Regions from separate parts of the Mus musculus genome. Here all the other regions are linked to region 3. The links are chromatin contacts, called in public HiChIP or PLAC-seq maps. All regions are on one chromosome and are shown on one strand. Each heading gives the region's core, a stretch centred on a gene start, on an enhancer-like site or on the middle of the called end of the contact. The rest is flanking DNA. Distances are from core to core; before and after follow the strand shown.

What was found. HiChIP or PLAC-seq counts read pairs in DNA pulled down with a chosen protein or histone mark.
Region 1: a contact with region 3 is called in an H3K27ac HiChIP or PLAC-seq map of T-cell acute lymphoblastic leukemia, with 8 times the contacts expected there. The contact joins the enhancer-like site here to the promoter of C030034L19Rik in region 3. A contact is called at or near these places in 1 of 15 datasets of contacts at CTCF or cohesin (the NIH/3T3 cell line), 4 of 115 datasets of contacts at active chromatin or transcription factors (DN3 thymocytes, T-cell acute lymphoblastic leukemia, double positive thymocytes and 1 more) and 1 of 9 other capture datasets (macrophages).
Region 2: a contact with region 3 is called in an H3K27ac HiChIP or PLAC-seq map of T-cell acute lymphoblastic leukemia, with 5 times the contacts expected there. The contact joins the promoter of Zfand1 here to the promoter of C030034L19Rik in region 3. A contact is called at or near these places in 2 of 39 promoter capture datasets (the C10 cell line and pre-B cells), 2 of 115 datasets of contacts at active chromatin or transcription factors (T-cell acute lymphoblastic leukemia and bone marrow-derived macrophages) and 1 of 9 other capture datasets (liver).

The regions. Positions count from the first base shown.
Region 1 is chr3:10,276,022-10,279,619 of GRCm38.p6, forward strand. It overlaps a transcript of Fabp12 not described here. Among named protein-coding and RNA genes, the nearest start is that of A930014E01Rik, 20 kb to the right of the region's middle. Within about 2 kb of position 1,565, at least 42 of the 459 cell types and tissues checked have an H3K27ac peak or open chromatin away from gene starts, as enhancers often do. A contact at or near this core is called in T-cell acute lymphoblastic leukemia, where this site is marked.
Region 2 is chr3:10,348,864-10,352,625 of GRCm38.p6, forward strand. Zfand1 (zinc finger, AN1-type domain 1) reads right to left here and starts at 2,454. Exons shown (of 8, transcript NM_025512.3): 1 at 2,379-2,454. The coding sequence starts at 2,433.
Region 3 is chr3:9,400,511-9,404,529 of GRCm38.p6, forward strand. It overlaps C030034L19Rik (RIKEN cDNA C030034L19 gene), which reads left to right and starts at 2,510. Exons shown (of 4, transcript NR_160691.1): 1 at 2,510-2,729.

The DNA of each region.
Region 1 (3,598 bases), core at 315-2,814, 870 kb after region 3:
GGGAGCTGCTCACTGGAAGGGCGAGCTTTGTTTTTTCAGGTGATTGTGGTGAGGAGATACTAGTTCAGCCGCCAGAAACCATGCAAGGGAGAGCTCAAATGTTCACATACTCACAGCTAGAAAATAGAGATCTGTTGGAAAATACTGTTGTTCAGTGCTGTCAGACTGAAGAACTCACTTAAGCCTCTAGGAATTGAGGCTGGGTCACCATGAATGGAGGACTGGGCTGCTATGCAGTTGTTCTAGCATCCACACCTGTGCTGGGTCACAGTGAACGGAGGACTGGGCTGCTATGCAGATGTTCTAGTGCCCACACCTGTGCTGGGTCACCATGAACGGAGGACTGGGGCTGCTATGCAGATGTTCTAGTGCCCACACCTGTGCTGGGTCACCGTGAACGGAGGACTGGGACTGCTATGCAGATGTTCTAGTGCCCACACCTGTGCTGGGTCACCATGGACGGAGGATTGGGCTGCTATGCAGATGTTCTAGCGCCCACACCTGTGCTCTGTGCATACCCAGCTCCTTTTCATTCTGACCACCTCCAAAGCAACTTTCAAACTGAATTTGCTGTAGGGGAGGCAGAAGCAGGGGTCCATTTAAAACAGGGACCGGACACAGGGAGAGCTGTCAGAATGGAGGTTGGTAGAGCAGGGGAGGGTTTGTGTATGAACAATATGTGAGACAAGGGAACAAGTTCTAGAAGAAGAAGGAAGCAAAGATGTCCCCTCCCTGTGAACTTGGGAGAATGAACCGGGAGTGGTACAGAGATGATGTTCAAAAGGAACAGGCCATCTTCCCACTCCCCAGCCTGTGACTTCAGCTCTGAACACCTCTGAACACATAACACTCTACAGATAAATCCAAGCCTCACATTTCTTTGAGGAAATAGGTTGACTACAAGATGTCCCAACAGGTTGTGGTGATTTGTGCCTGTCATTTCAGTCCTCAGAAAGCAGAGGCAAAGGGGAACAAGAGGCACAGACCAGAACATATTATGTAAAGACCCTGTGTCTATAAGGCAAGACCCTGCCTCTAAAATAAAATGAAATTTAAAATACCAAAAGCAGAAACCCAGATGCTACCACAACACATGGCATATGCCCTAGATTATCCTTCTCAGGCATGGGGAAAAAATGTGTAAAATCAGGTTTTTCTGCATTCCCCGTCTCACACTTTGGAAGAAGTCATTTGGGTCTGTAATGACCTCAGTTTGAAAACTGCATTGGGGTGGGAATGAGCTGGGACTGTCTGCGGACACGGATCCCAGGAGTGGGAAAAACTCTTCCAATGAATGCAAAGAATGTATGTAGTACACAGGTTGTAAGACGATGTCAAAATAATCCAGACACCAATTCTCACAGCACCCAGCTCACCTGGCAGGTCTAGGCCATGTCTACAGTAAGGCCTACGATCCAGCATGTTATCAGCTGTGCCTCCAGAGTTCCTGACATCACTTTTCATTCAGCTGACACCTCTGAGAAATGGCAAGCCCAGAGCCTCCCGTCCCCTGCTCTCTGTGATGGATGTCCCCACCTCCTCCATGTTGACTGAACTCCTCTGGATTGGACAGCTGCCTGCCTCCACTTGCCCTCCTTGAGTCACAGAACACCAAGGCTTCCTTTGAAGCAAGACCACAGAGTACAGCATTTTCCCTCTGGGGGATTGCTTGTTCAAACAGATGTATGAGTGCTCGTTGGAGAAACTCACTTGTTCCTTTGTGTTTGTTTTCTGCATACAATGAGGAAGAATAAAAAGAGGGTAATCAGGGACTTCCAGGTTTCTTATCAAGGCAGAAGAAAACTAAAATTGAATATTAGCAATAATGTAGCATTAGAAGTAACGTTTCACTTGCTAAGGGTCCTGTCATGTGGATCAGGTTTTCTTTAACATCACAAGTGTGACAGAGCATGTTACCAAAGTGTGTGTGTAACACATGCACTCCATAGACAAATATAGATATCACACTCCATAGTTAAACGAAAGGACTATTTGTATGTCTCTTTCTCCCTCCTCCCATTTAGCTCCTGCCTTACACACTGAATTCAGTGTCCCTGATGTCAGTGAAAAATCAAGCATGCTCTTGCAAGCAAGGCTTCAACCAAGCTAGTTCATCTGACTCATTCCAGCGTCTTAATTACTATGTGTTCTCTTTAACAAGAGAGGCCACTGTTCTTGTTTAATTCAGCAGGTTCTGGCAGAAACATTTTAAGAAACCTGATTGCAACACTTCCTGCAATTTACAGTTACTGTTTTACCTGTGCCCCAGAGTGCAATAGTAGACCCCAAAAGCTGTGGTTAAGACAGAAACTGTCAGGCTTTACCCCTTGTGCTCACTCACTCCTGTGTCCATTGGTTAATTGTCCATAAATCCTGGATTCACTGGAGACATGTTTCAGACATGCTTTGAGTCTTGTGCAACTGACTGAAGCCAAAGTTTGGAATGAGAAGGTTTTTACTTTTATGAGCATCTAGTGTGTGTTTTCCCCCATTTCTTATATCATTCAAAACTACCTCCATTAATAGGTTTAGTATTATCCCCATTTTATAAGTCTGGAAGAGTGAGATTAGTGAAGGAAGTGAGCCTTCCAAGAATCCATAGTGCACAAAGTAGAGAAATGGTGGATGTACTCAGATACGTGTGGGTTGTCTGCAGGTCCAGTGTCGCTCAATATCTGGGATACACCACGGCACAAAAAGAAGAAAAGAGCTTTCCTTTCCTTTCTTTCTCTGTGAACACAATCTGCAGGCCTGGCAGAGAACATGCTAGAATCGCCTGAAAGCCTTTTCAAACATGAGTGACCATTATTCACCATGGCAACAAAATCAGACTGAGAGCAAAGCCTGAGCACGGGAATTTCTCTTAGAAGATTCACAGTCAGGTCATCCCCATGGAGCACACAGGTCATCCCATGGAGCACACAGGTCATCCCATGGAGCACACAGGTCACCCCATGGAGCACACAGGAATAGTTCCTCTCACGAAATTACACTCTACCCAAGAGCTTTCCTTCACTGTGTGAGCGAGCGTTAGAAAGAATAAAAGTTCTCTTTGGTGACATCAACAATGAAATGAACAGACTTTGCATAAATCAGATTACTTTTACTGACCTCATCTAATCACTTGATGGAGCAAAGGACTAACACTGATTTCCTCCACCAAGCAAGGAGGAATTCTGGCCATCAGTCAGCCTTCTGATCTCAGAGGCAGGTTCCATTGTTGTTGTTATTGTTGCTGCTGCTGGTATTTTTTGTTTGGTTGTTTGTTTGGTTTGGTTTGATCTTATTTGGTTTTTGTTTTGGTTTTATTTGTTTGTTTGTTTTTCAGTTTGTTTTGTGTTTCCAGCTTGCTGATATAATGCTACAAATTTTAGTCTTATACATTCATAATTGTGTAAATGAACTCTTCTCCCTAATATAGAAAAGTCTAAAATCTAAAATACACAGAAAGAAATGCTAGGAAGATGGCCAAATACACTGAAGGAAGACCTGATGGGATGGCTAAAGAACTTAGTCTTTACCTACCGGAAACTGTAGATGTTTTCAGATAAACCGAAAAGCTTACCCTTGGACACTCTCCACAAAAAGGAGGGGGAGG
Region 2 (3,762 bases), core at 1,204-3,703, 950 kb after region 3:
AATCATTATTAACCAAAAAGTACCAAATCTCCAACTCTAGGAAAGTGGCTCAATCAATGGGAGGTAGATGTTACTTAGTAACTTTGTTAAAACAAAACAAAACAAAAAAACAATGGTGGTATTTTTCTCCATTGTTTTGTTTCCAAGATTTACTAGGTATTTTTTTTTTTTTTTTAGAACAGTGTGCTGCAGAATGTATGCATTTGGTGTCAAAATTCTGGGTTTTAATTCTGACACCATTTAACATCAATCTAGCAATAGTAAGTAGTTTACTTAATAATAAAGCCGCAGATATACATGTAGTATATGCTGTATATATGTTTCTCTCTCTCACATAGATATATGTGTATGTATCAATCTCACTTATATCTATAATTCCTTATTAGTTAATTCATACTAATGCTGTCTATATACATATACTTTGTAAAGTTCACACAAGTATCAATCCTCAGTTATAGAAACTAATTATTAAAAACAATCACTTTTTTGTGTTTATTTTCTGTTTGACACAGGTCTCATATGGCCAAGGCTGGCCTCTAAACTCCTCATTCCCCCTTTTTCAGACTCTAGAGTGCTGGAAATACAGTATGAGCCCCCATACCTGGCTCAGTCACTTTCTAACTGACTTCAATCTATCTCATATATGAATCCCAGCAAGTGGCCACATAAGCTACACAAACCCAGTCACACTGCTTTCACAATGGCAACCAGACAGTACTGCTCAGTCCTTTACAGAGAACTTTAATAGTCCAGAAAAGATACCTTGTAGGGTATCTTAATCCAAAATGCCAAGAGGGTCCCCCTAGGTAATCATGCTTGCAGACTAAGGGCCCGAATGTTTTCCTAGAATGAGAAGCGCCTAGTGAGCTATCACTATTGTTATTAAACGAATCATAATACTGTGAGCTTCAATTTCATGCCAAGAAATTAGAGATATGTGTCAATATGTAAACTCAAACACATAATCTGCAGAATTTTTATACTTTTTTAGATTTATTTTTCTTATTATTGTGTGTGTGTGTTGTGTTTTCTTGTTTGACACAAATGGAGGGTGGAGGATAACTTTTCGGGAATCAGTTCTCTCTTCCCACTGTGATTTTGAGGCAGGGTCTGTCTTACTCCTGGCTAGTGCCTCTGAATGAGGGTCCTGCCTACAGCCATGCTCCTGTCTGAGACACACGCCGAGGTTTGGATTACAGACTTTGTCACTGGCCCATTATGTCACTTTCAATGGGAAAAATTGGTTGTGTTTGCTATTTTGAGACTTAGAGGGTTCAAGCAAGTATTATATGCCATTCAAGGTAGCCCAGGAGGAAGAGTTATGATTAAAATAATTTCTTAGCATCACATATCCCTACTTAACTGCACCCCCTTTCTGCTAGTCCAAGAGATAGGCCTCATCTTAATAACACTACAGATATGTGAAACTGGAAAGGATGAGCTATATCACAGATGGTAGATATATTTAGACATACTAGTAAATCAACCTGACAAGATGTATATAACTTAACAGTCAAATTCAAATAGCCAAGCTTCCCTAGGAAAGGACTACATGGGGAAAAAAAACCAAAAAACAAAAACAAAATTGATCTGCTGAGTGAATGGTAAAGGACATATACAACAACACGTCCTGTCTTGCCTTTGCTTAGTGCAGGCATCACCTACTGCAGGAATCCAGGCCAAACCCAAGAGCTGCATTCAAGACCTTGTTAGGAACTAACAGAAGCTGCAGCATGAGGAAACCCTCTGCTCACATTTGGAGTGCGATCTAACAGACTGTGAGCCTGACGCTTTAAGGACTTGCCGGCTATAGGAGTCTAAACACCCTGAACTTTGACGCATACCACCAGGGCCTATGTTTATGACAAGGTCTACCATTACCATAGTATTTATTAAACCTTCCTAAAATGTGGTTTACTGATCTGCAACTAATAGCTTAAGTTAATATTAGAAACACCAAGACGTCTAAAAACCTGCGAACACACTGCTGAAAACTGATGCTCTTCAACGCATTTGTCAGACAAAAAAATAAAAAATCAATCAAGAAAAAGCCTGGGAAAGTGGATGCTCCACGGTGGCAATGGTAAGGACCGAGGGGAACTGGAGTCCTGATCTAAGTCGCTTCGCCGACCAGGGCTTCTTGAGCAAGGCCATCTGGATACCCCGAGGAGTCTGCAAGGTGTGCATTCGGGATCTGCGTGCAAACCAAGGGAGCCACAAAGTTCGCCCCTACACCGAGGAACAGTAACAAAGACACCACCAGTATCACCCTGGAAGGTCGCTCACGCCCCGCGTCCTCCCTCACCCGCCGCCACCGCCCCGGCCGTCAGAACCCGGCCCAGGTCTCCCGCGGATGAAAATGGGGCTTCCAGCGTCACCTCGCTGCCGGCAGTGCTGCACCTGGCAGTGCTGCCCAATGTCCAACTCCGCCATCTTTCCACCGCCGCAAGGGCAGGGGGCGGGGCAGCGCTGGGAACGTCAGTCCGGAGCGGGCAGGACCGAGGGCGGGGCGTCCTGTGAGGTGGGTGGGGCCTGTAGTGGGGCAAGGCGGGGCTTTCGGGGGCGGGACCCCCGGTGGGGTGGGGCGGGACTCCGCGATGGGGCGAGGCGAGCATGCGGGGCGGGGCCCACAGGAGAGGCGGGGCCTTGAAGACACTTGCGCGCTTCCTGGAGGTTCCAGCACTCTCCAGAAAGAGAAGAGACTTAGTAGAACTCAATTCTTGTAGCTGAGGTTCTCGGGCTCAAATTTGAGAAAAACCTAGCTCCTCTTTTGGAAACTGCACTCGCTGTTCTCTACATTGAGTCTCCAAAATTGAGAACTCCCTCACGAAGATTTCTTGATTTCTTAAGTAACTGTATTCCCAGGAGCCAACAAAGACCTGGCAAGAAGGAGCTAAAGGAGTCTGCAACCCTATAGGTAGAACAACAATATGAACTAACCAGTACCCCCAGAGCTCATGTATATGTAGCAGAAGATGGCCTAGTCGGTCATCATTGGGAAGAGAGGCCCCTTGGTCTTGCAAACTTTATATGCCCCAGTACAGGGGAACGCCAGGGCCAAGAAGTGGGAGTGGGTGGGTAGGAGAGTGGGGGGAGGGCATGGGGGACTTTTGGGATAGCATTGGAAATGTAATTGAAGAAAATACCTAATTAAAAAAAAAAGAATGCTAGCAAAAAAAAAAAATGTTATAGCAATCAAGAGAGGTACCGGGACACTGATTACTATATTGTCTTGATGTTTTAGTTTGAAGTAAATGCCCTCACCATGAAAGCATTAGGCTTTTGTTTTTAATTTAAAGGCTTCTTTTAATTATTTGTTAAAATTCTAGTAAGGAAAAAAAAAAATACATGCAACTAAAGTGTACATCGCTCCTCGGTTAGGAGAGCACACTGCAGAGGCAAGCTCCTAGGTCATAGGATGAAGGGAGCTGTTTGATGTCTGACGAGCCTCTTCATTAGAACTAAGGGGAGGCCTTGCCTTGTAGGTGGGGTAGGAAGGGATGTCTTTCTACTGACAAGACACTGGACACAATCAGAGTGGATGAGTGACAATCAGCTGCAGACCTGAATAGTCTCCCATGTGACTTAAGGGTACTCAAATGCTCTCCTGAAGAGTAAAGTGAATACAATTGCCACACACCATACTTTTTCAGTGCATTCTGGATATTCGAACAGACACCACAGGCTTGGGCAGCAAACAGTTTTTTCAGAGAGCTAACTCCCAGCCCTTGCGATTTCTTGAATCTAAGGCTCAGCAACTTA
Region 3 (4,019 bases), core at 1,260-3,759:
CAGGGCATAAATAGTTCTTTATGCAGTGCATCTTGAGATTTTTTAAAAAAATGTTTGTTTTATAGCTTTTAAGATATAAGAAGAAGCAAAGGAACTCAGAGTTGTTACATGGCACTTTATAGCCTGGATAGAGCCCATTGGCTCACCAAAAAAAAGCTCAGTTGTTCTAATTCAATCTCCAAAGCGCTGTTTGCCCTTCCTGGGAAACATCCCAATTTGGCTGCATTCCATATGCTAGAAAAAGACCAGAGCCAGAGCCAACTGTAGGCTTGAGGGAGGCAGAGAGGGGTTTCAGTTCTCCAGGGGCCAGGAGAATCACTGTCACACCCGTGGGGCAGTCCTGGCTGGAGGGGGCTGGGCATCGGCCCAGATCCTCAATAAGTCAACGGTAACTTCTTTTATCCTCAGGCCAGGTAGCTGCTTCCTGGTGGTGGGGTTTAACTTTTCTCTCCTGTGTTTACAATTAGGAAAAGAAGCAGCACACGCTTGTGGTAAGCAAACACTACAAGTTGGCACGTGATGTCATGTGATAAACACACTTGGGGCTGCCTCCAGGTGAAGACAGAGCCAAGACTTCCTGTTTGCTCTTCAGAACTCAGGCAGAAGCCTGACCTATAGCCATGTCTATCCTTGGTATATATATTCACATACATGGACATTGTGCATACTTTGGTGTGTCTGTGTGTCTTTGTGTGTGTGTACATACATGTGCAATATCGCATCCTGGGAATCTTTCTGTCTCATTGCTTAGCTTTTTCCATTTAATTTTCTCAGAGAAACATGGCTTCATTCCAGGGACCCTAACCGGGGTTTCTATGGGTGTCAGGCTGCTCTGACACAAAACAGAGAAGGAAAGGGGAGCTATTATGTTGTAAAATATTGATTTGGATGTTTATTGGCTTGTTTATTTGTTTATTTTGCTGCAGAGAAATGAGAACTGGAAAGAGCATACTGGATATCAGCTAATGTTTTCTGAGCTTCAAATGCTCTCACGGTTTTGGTCTGTAAGTTGTCCCCGGTGATGTTTAAGTCTTGTTTGTTTTGTTTTGAGACAGGTAAGACAGGGTTTCTCCAGGTACTCCTGGCTGTCTTAGAACTCATCGTGTAGACAGGCTGGCATCTAGCTCTGCTCCACCTGCCTCTTCCTGGGATTAAAGGTATGCACCACTGCCTGGCCTGATGGGTAATCTTGACTGGACTAAAAGATGCCCCAGTAAAGCCTGCTTCTGGCTGTGTCTGCCACAGGGCCTGCTACACGGGACAATACATAAGTGAAGGCAGTGTCACCCTACAGGCTGCAGTCAGATAATCTGACCCTCCTCGTCTACCCCATCCTGCTGCCTTACCACAGGCCAGGAGGCAGTGGGGCCCAGGCTGAACCCTCTGAAATCATGCTACAAAGGAAATCTCTTGGGCTCTAAGTAGCTTTTCTCAGTCATTTGTCACAGCAGTGGGTGTCTAACTAAACGGCCCCGCTCCTTTCACTGTCCTTCTGGACCCTTGGACCGGTCAGTTCTTTATGATCTCATTACAAATGCCCGACATCTCAGGGAAGACAGGAGAGCAAGGCCTCCTCAGAGCACAGAGGGGTTGACACGGGTCCAGAACTTTTATACTGCAAGTCTCTGGTGGCTCCCCGCCATTTAAAAGCATGTGTAGTGTTTGGCTCTGAGTTATCTGGCTGTGACATCTGTCACCTCACTGATCGCAGGGTTGATTTGACTGATCTGGCTGGCTAGGCAGGGGTCTAGCCCTTCCCTTGCTGCTCCATGTTCACCTCTTCTGAAGCTGTGTGCTTGATAGCCTTCCCCAGCATAAGTCTGCTCTTCAAGGGTATACGAATAGCTGTGCTTGGCCCTCTCTGCTGGCTAGTTATTGTTGACTAACCCTCTCCACCAGAGTATCATGTCTGTGAAACATATTATCATTTCTATTGATATGGGAGGGCCTAGCGCACTGTGGGTGGTGCCATCCCTAGGCAGGAGGACCTGAGCTGTAAGAACTTTAGCAGAACAAGCCCAGGAGAGCAAGTCAGTAATGAGTACTCCTTTGTGGGTTTTGCTTCCGTCCTGCCTCCAGGCAGCCACCTTGAGTCCCTCTTGATGGAATATAAAACTGTAAGCTGAAACACTCGCCCCATCCACATGGGTTTAGTCAGGGTTTTATACCATCAGCGGAAAATCAAATAGAATAATCTCCAAACAAGTGCCCAACTGTGGATCAGTATAGTTGAAATTGCACATAGAAATCCTATGGAAAAATTGTATTTTTTACATTAAACTCTTTGGTTTAGCTTTTATAGCCTTGATTTGAGAAATCCTTTTGGTTTCCCAAAGATTCATGCATTTTATCACTTAGAACGTTTTGGAGCCTGGACTTGATTCAGTCAAACTCTCTTTGAGTCTTTGGCTGGTTTCCACAGTGGGCTATTACCATTTCCTGCTGCAGGAAGGCAGTGCCTTATGCTGGAACTAGATCACAGAAAACCTGCAATAGCCACTTCCTCCAGGCACTCGTGTGTCAGCAAAAGCTGAGTCCCCAGCAACCGCCTCCGAGCCTTCCCCTTTGTTTCCCTCAGTGATGCTAGGGTCTTGAAACTCAGCCCAGTACAATCATTGGTGTTTGAGCTGGCAACTGGGGGTCTAATTGCCAACTAAGATGGATATCTCTGGCTCTGGAGAAACAGCTGGGATAGGACATTGTTGCTTCTCTGCGGCAGGCAGCTCATGGTAAGTAGGCACTGTGGGCATGGGGCAGCTCGAGGTTCAGCAGGATCCTCAACGGCACCACGGCATTAAACAGAGGGACCCATCAGTTAATTCTAGGGGTTAATATGTAATTTCTCAGAAGTGAGATCCAAAGGTGGTTTTGCTCTGTTTTGCCTTTTAAGTTCCAGGCCTGTGGTTGGTTAGATACCATCATTAGAAGGATGCTCCGGGGCTGAACAAACAATGATGAGCAATTATCTGGGTCTGCAAAGCAGATGTGTTTAGGAGAGATTGGAGGCAAACTGTGTATAAACTCTGACAGTTATCCAATTGTCATGCTCTGGAGCTGGGGATAGAAGCTGTGCAAAAACTTGTGAGAATGACCATGATAACAAGGCAGGCAACATATGGTGGCTGGGCAGTGAGAAAGGAACTGGCTACCATGAAGTCTCATGGGTACTGACTTTAAGATGTACCAGGGATATGTCAGGAAAGGGGGAACAAAATGTGTTTCCTTCTTAAAGAAAACAAATGAAAGGACCTTGGCTTAGTATACTAGCCTGTTTGCCTGGAAACCTGATAGAAATAGATGTGAGCTGTGTTGCCAGGCAACAGGGCTTATAGAGAGAATGACCTATGACTGACTGGCCAGCCTCATAGGAACTGAGGGAGGCCATGAAGAAACATAACTGATATGATAACCCCGAGCTTTCTCAGTGCAGTGACTTGCCACTGGGCACTTCCCTGGATGAGGCCAGGGAGTTCTGGCTGTGGGATCCTAGTGGCAGGAGGAGTCTGATGCTACAGTCCTCACCCTTGACCTTTGACTTAGCTCTGAAAACGAGTCCTTGGTCTCTGGGACTCTTTCTGCTATTTCCTCTACATTGTCCAGGGGAGCTATCACTGGGCAAGGTGTCTTGGATTCTGAAAGATCTTTCTAGCTGAGACTAAGCCTGTTAAGAGTATATATGGTAAGAAGAAAAATACTGGGATTATTTCTCTATTGTAGGCAAGAGATCAAACAAACAAACCAACAAAAATGTGAAGATTTCTTTGTCCTTGTTAAAGACAGCAATATCCTGGTGTGATGTGATGACCCCACCAATAAGCCAACATATGCCCTTAGCATCCAGGACAGCCAGTGTCTGATGGTGTGTTATGCTTAGTCAAGAACTATTGGGAAGCTGATATCAATACTCAGTTACCTTATTTCAAGCCTCGTGTGAGTTATCCGGGCAGATACACATCAGTCTAACCCTTCCCTCAAGCAATCTGCATCTGCTTTGACGGAGACCCCTTAGGACTTTGTCA